Regions from separate parts of the Mus musculus genome. Here region 2 is linked to region 1. A link is a contact called in public promoter capture Hi-C data. All regions are on one chromosome and are shown on one strand. The core of a region is the stretch at or near the end of the contact, and the rest is flanking DNA. Distances in the headings are between cores, read along the strand shown.

The links. Promoter capture Hi-C pulls out the DNA fragments that hold promoters and counts their contacts.
Region 2: a contact with region 1 is called in a promoter capture Hi-C map of trophoblast stem cells, with 3 times the contacts expected there. The contact joins the promoter of Slc25a18 here to the enhancer-like site in region 1. A contact is called at or near these places in 14 of 39 promoter capture datasets (the C10 cell line, the HPC-7 cell line, cranial neural crest and 11 more), 5 of 115 datasets of contacts at active chromatin or transcription factors (embryonic basal ganglia, embryonic forebrain, embryonic midbrain and 2 more) and 1 of 9 other capture datasets (pancreatic islet).

The regions. Positions count from the first base shown.
Region 1 is chr6:120,509,059-120,514,925 of GRCm38.p6, forward strand. Hdhd5 (haloacid dehalogenase like hydrolase domain containing 5) reads right to left here. Exons shown (of 8, transcript NM_144815.2): 6 at 5,340-5,514; 7 at 1,573-1,761; 8 at 436-1,404. The coding sequence ends at 1,077. Among named protein-coding and RNA genes, the nearest start is that of Gm38888, 12 kb to the left of the region's middle. Within about 2 kb of position 2,298, at least 34 of the 459 cell types and tissues checked have an H3K27ac peak or open chromatin away from gene starts, as enhancers often do. A contact at or near this core is called in embryonic stem cells, epiblast stem cells, hippocampal neurons and 2 more, where this site is marked.
Region 2 is chr6:120,770,540-120,776,406 of GRCm38.p6, forward strand. It overlaps Slc25a18 (solute carrier family 25 (mitochondrial carrier), member 18), which reads left to right and starts at 3,229. Exons shown (of 10, transcript NM_001081048.2): 1 at 3,229-3,245. Cecr2 (CECR2, histone acetyl-lysine reader) reads left to right here. Exons shown (of 19, transcript NM_001368706.1): 19 at 1-652.

The DNA of each region.
Region 1 (5,867 bases), core at 1,048-3,547:
TTCTGTCTCAGCCTCCAGAATGCTGAGATTAGGGCCATGTGCCAAGTCTAAATCTTGGGCCCTACCTAGTAAAAGGTCCTCCAACATTGGGGGCGGGGGTGGAGTGGGTGGGCGAGCGTTTAACACATGGGCCTCTGAAAGGCAGTCAACATCTAAACTATAGCAGCAGGAAATTTGACAAATGCCAAGGCTGGGGAAGAGCCAAGGGGAAGCTGGAGTAGGACTCCTCTTTAGGGACGCAATGTAAATAGTGCTGACAGAGCCCCACCTGGGAATGGGAGGACGGACAGCAGGAGGAGGTGATGCCCGCCATATTTAGGGAATGAAATGCCACAAACCCTTCAACTCACGAAGAGTACCCTATGTACCACTCTCCCAAACCTCCCCTCACAGGGCTTCTAGCACATTCCACACAAATCCTCACAAGACACAATGTAACAAATATTAGGATAGTTTTTAATTAAAAAAAAAAAAAAAAGCCCCCAAGTCTCTGGGCAGCACTCTAAAATACAGTAAACACTATGGAGAGTGCCAGCCACACCCCTCCCTGGCATGGCACAGCGCTTCCTTCAGTGTGACCAAAGGCTCTCCCTCCACAAGTTTCCACATAACGTTGCACTGTGCGGTTTTTAAAGTCCTGACTGAGGCAGGTGTGATGGCACCCACCTTTGATGCCAGCACTGGGGAGGCAGAGGCAGGCAGATCTGAGTTTCAGGACAACCTGGGCTACATAGTGAGTTCCAGGACAGCGGGAACTACAATAGTGAGACGCTGTCTGGAAAAAGAAGGTCCTCACTGAGAGGACCTGACACTGAGGCACAGAGGTAAAGGGACCAGCATGAGGTCAGACTGCAAGAGACGCACAGGAAGGGCCCAGAAATCCATCCCTTCTCCTGAGATGCTGCCCCAAGGGCTTTCTGTAGCTACTGAAGCTACAGTCTTCTCTGTCCCAGGAAGTAATGGCAAGAAGCCAGGCTTGGACTTGATGCCTGTGACCCAGACCACAGCCGGGCACACAGGATTCCCTGAGCGCATGCTCCAACAGCCCCCTCTGCCTCTGCTACATCTCCGTCCCCTCAAGCCCAACCCTCCTGGTGGAAAACCAGCTGCACAGCTTCGTTTACATCATGAACAATGTGGGAGGCTTCTAGGAGCCCTGGACTGAAGCTGAAGTCTCGGTGTCCGTGGAATGGAAGCTCTCTCCTTCCAGGAGGAGGCACTTGGGAGCCTGGGTCCTGAGAACTGTATATGCCAGTGCATACCAGGATGGAAGCACAACTCTGGGTTGCTGAAGGCCGCTGCTTCTGTTGCCCACCAGTCTGCTGTTCCTCCTCTCCACGATTGGCCATTTGCAGGTACTGATGGAATAGGTTGGCACCGTAGACATCAGACATAGGGTTATCACTGGCAGGGCAGCAATACCAGAGGGCAAAGAAGAAAAAAACCTTAGTTTAGTGTTTCGAAGCTATCAGAACAGCCTGGAGGTGGTGTGACTCAGCTTCGGGGAAGCCTGGGTGGTGTGGGCAGAGGGAAAGAAAAGCAGCTATGATAATGGAGAGGCAATGGACTTACCCTATAGCATACAGCTTCCTGATGGGGGCGGCCCAGCCCCGCCTCTCAGCCTGCTGCCTGATCACGTCCTCTGCATACTGGTAAGTAAGGATGCTGGGTTTGCCCATCAGACCCTCGTATTTCAGCTCATTGCCTGTTATTTTCCGGTAGATGGTTTCCAGGCAAAGCAGAAAGGTGCCATGACCAAACCTGCCCAAGAAGAGATCTCAGCAACTTAGCCTTGAGGCCATCTGCCACTCTCTAAGCTGTCTCCAAGCAACCGACCTGTATCCCTCCCCTAGAGTCATTCACATGAAGAAACTGAGGCAAGAGCAGGCAGTTTCCCCAGGGTAGCAAAACTAGGGTGAAAACCCTGAAAGGCTCACTCCCAAAACATTGTATTTTGGGTTTTAAAAAATTAATTTTATGTACCCACATGTGCCACAGTGAGCATATGGTGGTCAGAGGACAACTTTCTGGAGTCAGTCTCTCATTCCAACTTTATATGGGTCCCAAGGCTCAAACTCAGGTGGTCAGCTTGATAGCAGGCATTTACCCACGATGCCATCGTACCTGGCCCCCAAACCCTAACACTGGTGCTCCACAACTGTTGGCTGCCAGAGTGTGCTCACTGCCTCCCCTGCAGCTAGGTGTGGCCACCTAGTACACGCGTGAGCCCCACTGAACAGTCGCAGAAGCAGAGGTGCTGGCCTGGCTGTGACAAGAGGTCACAAGGAGGCACGCTCTTCCTGACCTTACACAGCCCCACAGCTCAAGGCGTGGTCCCAGCTGAGGATCCCTTGGCTGGCGCTAGAGTCTTCAGCCAGCTGAAACTGGAAACACATCCCTGGAGGCTCCCTCCTGTCTACCTCACTGCCTCCTAGCTATCAAAAGGGAACAGTTTTGCTCCACAACTTGCTTCCTATCACAATATTAGGGTCACCACAAGCACCAAATCAATAGAGCAGAAATTAACCTTCCTCCTTTTAGGTTGTTTATTCAAGTATTTGGTCAGTGTTGCAAGCTAACAGCCCACTCGACTGCTTCCTGCCCTCTGAAATGCTAATGTGATGGCTAACACTCAGGCAGCCATTTAGAATTATACAGGCATAGCCTAAGGAGTGTGCTGCAGAAAGGAGTAAGTGTCCTGAATAAAGACTGCCCGTAGCCTGATTGCTACCTTCTTTAATAAGAAAGCCAGTATGCCACCTTGTGTAAAGTGTGTCTGTGTTCTGTCCTCAGCGCTGACCCAATCCTAACAGACACTGCGCTTGGCATGTAATATTCAATGTCCCCCGTTTACATACAAATTTCATTTCCTGGCTGGGGGTGGTGATGCACACCTTTGAACTCAGCACTTGGGAGGTCAAGAAGCAAACAGGTCTCTTCAAGTTCAAGTTCAGCCGTCTTATATAGGGGATTCTAGGCCAACTGTCAGAACTCAGTCAAAAGACTGACCATGGTGAACAATATCTTGGGGAACTGTGAGAGAGGCGACAGGAAAAAAAGAGGTACGTTTTGTTGCTGGATGTGAGTTTTGTGCCTCCGATGCAAACATTTGCATTCAACTTATAAGGCATGCTTATTCTTTTTTTTTTTTTTTTTTAAAGTTTTTTTCGAGACAGGGTTTCTCTGTGTAGCCCTGGCTGTCCTGGAACTCACTTTGTAGACCAGGCTGGCCTCGAACTCAGAAATTCTCCTGCCTCTGCCTCCCGAGTGCTGGGATTAAAGGCATGTGCCACCACGCCTGGCGGCATGCTTATTCTTGTTGGATGTCAGAACACAGCTATAGAACCCACTCTGGTCAGTGTGCCCTGCATCTGGACATGGCCTCCTGCCTCGCTTTCATGCTTTCCCAGATATCATCTATAGTACGCACCAGGCAATTGTGTTTAAGTTGGTCTGTCCTGAGGAAGCTCTGAGAAAGGGCTGTGCTGTTAGGTTAATATTTAGTATGCACTCACTGGTGTTCATTTCCATGTTCATCTGAACCACACGACCTTCCCTGGGTCACTGCTTTCTTTGTCACAGTTGTGTATAAAAGTGAGTGCACTGAAGCTGAAGTAAGGCTGTCCACGGCATTAGACTACAGTCCGCCCTGTTCTTTCAAGTCCTCATGAGGATCCCAGGTCTCCAGAGAATCAGATTTCCTCATTGGCCAAAGTCAACACCAATCAGGTGGGCTAAACAGGGAGACCCCATCTCAAACAACACAGCATTACAACAACAACAAAAGAATTTCATTTCCTTTTTGTTTCTTTGTTTTTATTTTGTGAAGCAGGATTTTGCTGTATCCCAGGCTGGCCTAGAACTACACATGAAGTCCACATAGTGTCACACATGTGGTTCTCCTGCCTCTGTCTTCTCTTGTGTACCACAACAACCAGCTAACTTCGGGATCACGGAGTAAACAGAGGCAGACATGGTGACACACGCCTGCAATCCCAGCACTCAGGAGGCTGGTGGAGGAAATTATGATTTAAGGCTAGCCTGTACTCCACTGTGAGTCACAGACAAATCAAAGCTAACGAGTGAGACTCTGTCTCAAAACGATACAAAAATAATTGTGTGGGGGAAAAAAATCTCAAATATGGCTTCTTTGAATAAAAACAAAAGTTACCTCAAATCTGGCCCATGCCCTGTTCTCCTTGTGCTTCTCACCTGGCAGCTACAGGCCCTGAATCGCATGTCACAACTGTGGTGGCTTGAGCAGGTAGTGTGTGAATGCTTGGCCCACGGGGACTGGCACTATTAGGAGGTGTGGCCTTGTTGGAAGAACACTGTCACTGTGAAGTCCTATGTTCCAGCTCCACCCAGTCCCTTCCTGCTGCCTGCCAGTCAGGATCAGACCTCTCAGCGCCTCCAGCACCATGTCTTCTGCACACTGCCATGTTTCCCACCATGATGATAACTAAACTTCTGAAACTGTAAGCCAGCCCCAATGACATGTTGTCCTATATAAGAATTCCCTTAGTCATGATGTCTCTTCATAGAAATAAAACCCAAACCAAGGCACTAACTCAGAGACAGTATCTAACCTCAGGCTACAGAATACACTTAAATGTGACACAAACTACAGGGGAATTGAGGCAGGAAGGTAATGAGCTGAAGTCAAGTTGGGCTGTATGGTACAGTATCACCCTAGCTCACAGAAAGAGAAAGAAAAGGAGGGAGAGAGGGAGAGTCACAGGGAGGAAGTCCTGCCTCTTTGAGGCCAAGTCTTGGGTCTAAACCACCCTCTGCTGACTATACACAGCCTCTGGAAGTCCATGACAGAGTGAGAAGATACTATATGCTGTCATCAGCTGGCTTCAGTCAGGATCCCTGAGGGCCACAAAAGAGGTCCTGACACTGATGTCGCACAGCTGAGCTCAGCTCTCGCCTCGGCAGCACAGGCACAATCCTGGTTTACCGTCCCAGCTTCCCATCTCTAGCATGCATATGAAAGCAAACGAGGAAGAAGCTTGACTGCGTACCCACTGGCTGACCGCGTACCCACTGGCTGACCGCGTACCCACTGGCTGACCGCGTACCCACTGGCTGACCGCGTACCCACTGGCTGCATACCCACTGGTATCCCTTACAGTCGCCCATTTGGTGGTGTGTTGAGGTCATCAGGGATGGGCACATACTAAAAACCACTCAACACATCTCCATGCTCAGCAGTCTGCAGTTTTAGTTTAATAATTGATATGAAGAAACTTTTGAAAGCTTTTACTCTCAGAGGCCAGGTTATGGTGGCACCTCCAAGGCTCACAAGGTAAAGATCAGGGACACCGTGTTCTCACCTGGGCATCTTGGCTTCAGCCATCCACAGGAGGTCCATGTTGCTAGCCAGAACAGGCAGGTGGGGATACGGAGCTGTTGCCAGGCCAGTTCCGGGGTGGCCGTTACTAAGAAGGACATCCATAATCAGCTGCAGGTTTGTCTCCCAGCGGACTGGCTCCCCAAGAAGGAGGACCCCTAAAAATCAGAGGCACAGGGATGAGGGAGCAGGGTGCTTGCCCTGCCCTTTGTGGTGGGTAGGTTGAAGCTCCTTCAGAGACTACAGAGGCCAGTGAGCAATACCTACCCAGAGCCAGAGGTCTTTACTAAGGTCACATCTGAGCAGCTGTGGCCAAGCCATGTCCCAGTGTACCCTGGGTGAACGGAGCCCAGGGTCTAGCAAGGAACACCCTAAGGGTGTCCTTTGTGTCCCCTGCCTTCTCACAGAAGCAGCAGATCTCATGCTCTATGAGATGCTCTACCCACCATACCTCACCCACAAGCACCACTGCACTCTACAGGGGCCGGCCTCCCTCAGTCACACCTCTGAG
Region 2 (5,867 bases), core at 1,979-4,478, 260 kb after region 1:
TTGAGCACACTGAACTCCTTAGAGCCTTAGGACCTGGCTTAGACCTTCCTTTTGAGTAGATGAGTTGCGTGCCCAATCACAGTAGGCCAACACAAGCTTAGCCTTGGTGCTAAGATCTGTGTCAGTCTTGGGTTAAAACACATTCTCTAGGTGAGGTGGGACAACAAGCTTTCTACTAGCTTGGCTTAACTTAGCTGCTCTCACTCCATCCTCCCCCTTGGAGTTCAGTGGGGACAGCTGTATGGATATTGAATAATTTATTGAAATGCTGCCTCCCTCCCTCCACCCCATTCTCTGTGGTCCCTTCATTTCTTTAGGCAGGGGATATATCTCTCATTTGACTCGTGGGCCCTAGCCCCACATTGCCAGTCTGCACACAGTATATTGGACATTGCTACAGAAGTGAATGCCCTATGAACTGTCCTGGCCAGGGGGGAATGGTATTTATTTTTATATTGTATATATTTTGTCATGGTCTGCTGGTTCCCTGCTGTTTCACTGAGAGCGACAATTACCTCAATAGTTAGTTTGATGCTGTGTGTTGGATAATTTTTTGAAAGAACTTTTTAAAAAGCTTTTTTGATCTTTGGAGATCTGTAGATTTATTTCCATATGAACTCGTTATTTTGTATAAAGTACATTGTTAAATTAGTAAGGCTTTCGTGTATGTGCCTGGTGTGTGTTCATGTGTCACTTTTATCATCAGGTCAGACTCCTATTTCAACAGTGCCCACCACCTTAAAGGATTCATCTTCATCTCACTTAGATGCCAAGAATCTTCACAGTGGTACAGTCTTAACTATGGCCAGGGCAAAACCCATCACAGCTAGTCTGTGGTACCCACCTGGGACCTTTATCCTCATCCCAGCTACAATGCATGGCTGGTTGCAGGTATCTTCCCAAAAGTGATGGCCATGTTTGGCATTGACTGCTCTCCTTGCAGAGCCTTTGGTGAGCAGTCAGTTGACAGAGACCATAGATAACCTGTAGCTTGTAGTCATCCAAGTTACAGATATCCAGAAGAGGGAGCTGCAAGCCCAATGAAGCTTAGGCTAACCCAATTGTTTTTAGTTCTAGTTCCTGGGAAATGTTTTGATTAGGTAGGTTATGTAATCAACCGTGGTCTTAGACCAAACTACCTAGCTGCTTTTATTATTACACTTTTAAGTAGTCCTCATTCCATAATAATTCAGCCATACATGTGCCTACCCACAATCTCTGGACTCTGAAGACTGCAGGTCAGTTAGTAGCTGGTGGCCAGCTAATGCAACAAGGACTTGTCTCTTTTCCTTCACATGGGTTCTGGGGCTCAAACTCAGATTGGTGGGCTTAAAAAGGTAAACATTTTCATCTGCTGAGCCATCTCTCCAGCTCAAGGCCTCTTCAAAACATACAAAAGTAAAACAACCCAGTCCTGAGAACGTTACACAATAGAAAAGGGCATTTCTTCTATAAAATACGCTGTGTCACTTTATTTTCTAGTGTGGTTGCATGTCTATGTAATTTCTGGAACAAAGTAAGCTTTAGGATGAACACTTTTAGGAAACCTAGGTGTGTACTATGCTGGTCACATTGTTCTCTCTGATGGTGGTGGTTTCTGTTTGCCTGGAGTGGGATGGCAAGTCACTGGCTGCCAGCCCCATGCACCAGCCTCTCAGAAACCCAGCCCAGTTGCATCATGCCTTAGGCATCCAGACAGCTGCTTCCTTGTGCACCCTACTGTCCCTTAGAAAATAGAAACTTGGGAGCCTAACTTATTCTCCACCCAAAACCCCCATATTACATAATTCCTCAACAGGGAAAGCCAGATTACTAAGAATTTAGCTGTGGGCCTGGAGGAATGGCTCAGTGTTAAAAGTACTTGCTTCTCCCAGTACCCACAGAGCAACTCACAACTGCTTGCAATTCCAGTTCCAAGAGATCCAGTGCTCAGTTCTGACTTCCATTGTGCATATAAGATACAGGCAGTCATTTACATGTACAATCCTGTATGTCAATTAAAAATAGATCTACTGTAAACAAAATAGAACTTAATTCTTAGAACTTGATGTAGATCAATTGATAAGAGTGTCTGCGGCCGGTGTGGTGGCGCACACCTTTGATCCCAGCACTCGGGAAGCAGAGGCAGGTGGATTTCTGAGTTCGAGGCCAGCCTGGTCTACAGAGTGAGTTCCAGGACAGCCAGGGCTATACAGAGAAACCATGTCTCAAAAAACAAACAAAAAAGAGTGTCTATACTGTGTGTGAGGCCTCAAGTTCCAACTTCCAACTCCAGATGAAGCTGGGTGTGTGTCAGAGAGGCAGGAAGCTCAAAATCAAGTCCTCTTGTATACATAGCTTACAGCTTAGGATACACAAGATCCTATCTCAAAAGAAAGTGTCTATTCTACACAAATCATTTTGACGAAACAATGCTAAATCCTGTATACAACAAAAAATACTATCTTCTACTACTAGTGAGCTTGATTTTAAAACTTGTTTGTGCAGTATTGTTCTGATCTCTCCCTGAAAATATTAATAACGGAGAAATACCTAGCTGGAGTCTTCTGGAAGGGGAATGGCTTATGATCTGTGGCTATTATGTACATGGTGTCTTTGGCTGTGGCTCTTTTCTCCTGGGTGGCTGTAAATCCTTCCAGCTCGGCCAGGAGTGGCAAAGCTCTGAGCACCGATGCTGCTGCCTGTCAGGGCAGACTTCCCTGTCCTCACCCCCCACTTCGCTCTGGTAGCTTGGCCTTGTTGATCTGTTGCCCTGGATTCAGTTCCTTGAGCTTTTGAAAGGACAGTGTTTGTGCATTTGTTTCTGTCTCCTTTGTGCTTACAAGGCTCACTCCTCTAGTTTCCTGAGGCAGTTTTAGCAAAAGCTTTCAGTGCACAGTGAAGTGCTGTAGCAGCCAAGAAGGCAGCTGGGAAATGCCCAGATTGAGCTATTGTATCCTGGAGTCCCTGCCCCCGTGCCTCCATGACACGAATTTTAATGCAGGTGCCTTGAGACCATTTGAGGAGTGGAAAACCACAACTTGCTCATCCTGTGGGCTCATTTCTGACCACATAGGACCATTCACCCTGGTCTGGCTGAGCAGAGGTTTTGAAGCAGTGAAGCCAGCTCCTCAGATTGTATCACGAGTTTTAACTCTAGGGAAGAGTTAAGTCTTTATAGGAAGGAAGGCAAAGACAAGATCCAGCACAGCCGGGCCTGGAGTATACCAAACACAGATGTGGAGTGACCCCTAAACGCCTTGTCCGTAAGTACAGTTGCCCTTGCTGTCCTTAGGGATCGGTTCCAGAATTCCCAGTGCTAAGTCCCAGTGCTTAAGTCCCCATGTAACTTGGTATTTGCATACCATCTATGCACATGGCCCTGTATATTGTTGTCTCTTTTAAAAACCCCATGTATAGAGCTGTCACGCTGTACTGTTGAGCACTGACGAGAGAAAATGTCTGTGCATACTCAGCACAGAATCCCCACTCCCGCAGTTTGCTGCATCCACTTGAGGCCCAGCAGACTGATGAGCAGCATCTGCCTGGCACTTTGCCTGCTCCTTCAGAATACAGAGGAAAGACTACTGTCCTTTCCTCAGTTAGTAAAGGGGGACACATTGAAGGAAACCAGCCTACAGCAACCAAAGTGCTGGAAGGGATGGTGCTTAGCCAGAGGTGAAGAGGGTGAAGTCTGGTTTGTTACTCATTGCAGCAGGGTGGTTCTTGGTGTGTTCACACCATTTGGCCTGGACAGACATCAGTGCACAGGTTAAGTCTGACCTGGTATCTGTCAGACAGTAACCTACGTTATGAACAAACATCACCTAGAACCTGGTTTAAATGTAGGTTCTGTGCCTTCCTCCTCCTGCCTGATCAGCCCATGAAGTGCCCAGCCCCCTGATGTGAGACACCCTCTTTGATGATGCATCACAGACCATAAGAGCACCCCCATAGTGGAAGGACCTGGCATCAAATCTAGGGCTTTACACCTTTCTGATCTGAGCTGAATTTTACCTTCATACCTAGCGGATATATCTATCTCCACTAACGTCTCCTGAAGAACTATGGAAGGCAGCTTATGTTGCTGACTAAATGGTAACAGATGTCCTCTCATCTATACTTGGGAAGAAATAGCAAAGCTGACGAACTCCCTTACTGTCCACCCTGACTTAGGCCACCTGCTGTCTTCCTTTCATTGGTCTCAGTCCAGTTCAGTTTCCCATTTTCTCTGCACCTCAAAGTTTTCAAACTGTGGCCCTAATATCAAAACTGTAGTCCTTTGCTATCTAACAGCCTACTAATAATACATGATAGTCCCTCAGCTGCTGCAACATTTTAGTTAACAAGCTCCTGCCAGACTGCCTCTTACTGGTTTCCTGGGCTACACAAAACCTGCCTTAAAGAGATTGGTTTTCATGATGCACTCAAGATTGAAAGCCAGCCAGAAAGTTGGAAAGCTTGACTGTGTACCTGTGTCATTAGGGTATCCCGGTAACATAAGACTTGGTCATTGGGCCTGGGGGGTTGGAAATACTGCCTTCCTAGCTGACTTGGGATCTTGCAGGGCCACTCTGGAAGCAAGTAGACCTTTGATCCTGCCTGGAAATTTGCTTAAAGAGAGTTCAGGTGCATCTCTTAACTTTGCTGTACTTTTCCAGACCCATCACCCTTCTTTCTCTCTGCCTGTAACCGAACCAAAGCCAACCAAAGCTGAAGCTGCCTGCTCCCCTGATCTTCCTCTCCTGTGGGTCCTTCCTAGCTGGTGATGTCACCCCGGCTTTTTTTTTTTTTTTTCTTGTTTGATTTGGTTTGGGTTTTTCATTTGAGACACTCATGAAGCCCAAGCAGGTCCAAAATTTGCTTTCTAGCCAAATACATTCTTGATTTCCTGCTTTTCCTTTCTCTACTTCCTGATTGCCACCCTGTGCTCTGGGGATTGGTTGGACTTCATGGATCCTAGGCAGGTACCAACTGAACTACATCCCAGCCCTCCTTTGGTTTAGTTTTTGGTTTTGAGACAGTGCCACTCTGTAGTGAGGGCTGGCTTCGGGCTTATGACAATTTATGTAGTCCCACCATTTGAAGGCTGAGGTTTCAAGTCCTGGAATTACAGGTGGATGCCACTAATATTCACTGAATTCTCTCTTTAATTTGTTGGTTTTTCTTTTATGTGTTCGGGTGTTTGACTTTGTATGCTCCATGTTCTTGCTTAGAGCCCACAGAAGTCATCAACAAGTTAACGCATAATTGTAAACTGCCAATTCAGTTCTTGAAACTGAAGTCCAGTTCTTTGCAAGAACAACAATAATATTTACCTGCAAAAAGTATATGGAGCCTGGTGTGTAGCTTGATAGTGGAGTGCATGCCTGCTATCCCAGCACTCTGGAGGCTGAGACACTGGGATTTTGAGTTTGAGACCAGCATGGTCTACATGGTAGGTTTCCAGGCCAGCCAGACTGCAAAGTGAGACCTCATCTCAGAAAACCAAAGGTGTGTGCAACCGAGAAGCAGAAATGATTGATCAAAGCACTCGTGAGATACACATAACCTCCCTGTACGTAACACCCCCCAGCCACACCTGTCAGGCCAGAGCACTTGGATCCCATGCTGACCCTCTCCTCACACTTGCCATCTATCCCAGTGTGTTCAGCTAGCTGACAGGGCTGTTGCATCTTCACAGAAATGGCTGCTCAGGTTCTACAGAAGATATACATTGTAGTCTTTACCACTTGTCCGTCCATTCTTCTGACAGCTGAATGGTAGGGAGCCCCCCATTACCCTGCACTGTGACTGTATGTGTCCTAGTACTTCTCATGTGGGTTTCTAATACCCAAGCAAGCTTTGGCACGGTGTGTGAACTCTGTAAAGAGCAGTGTGGCAAGGGC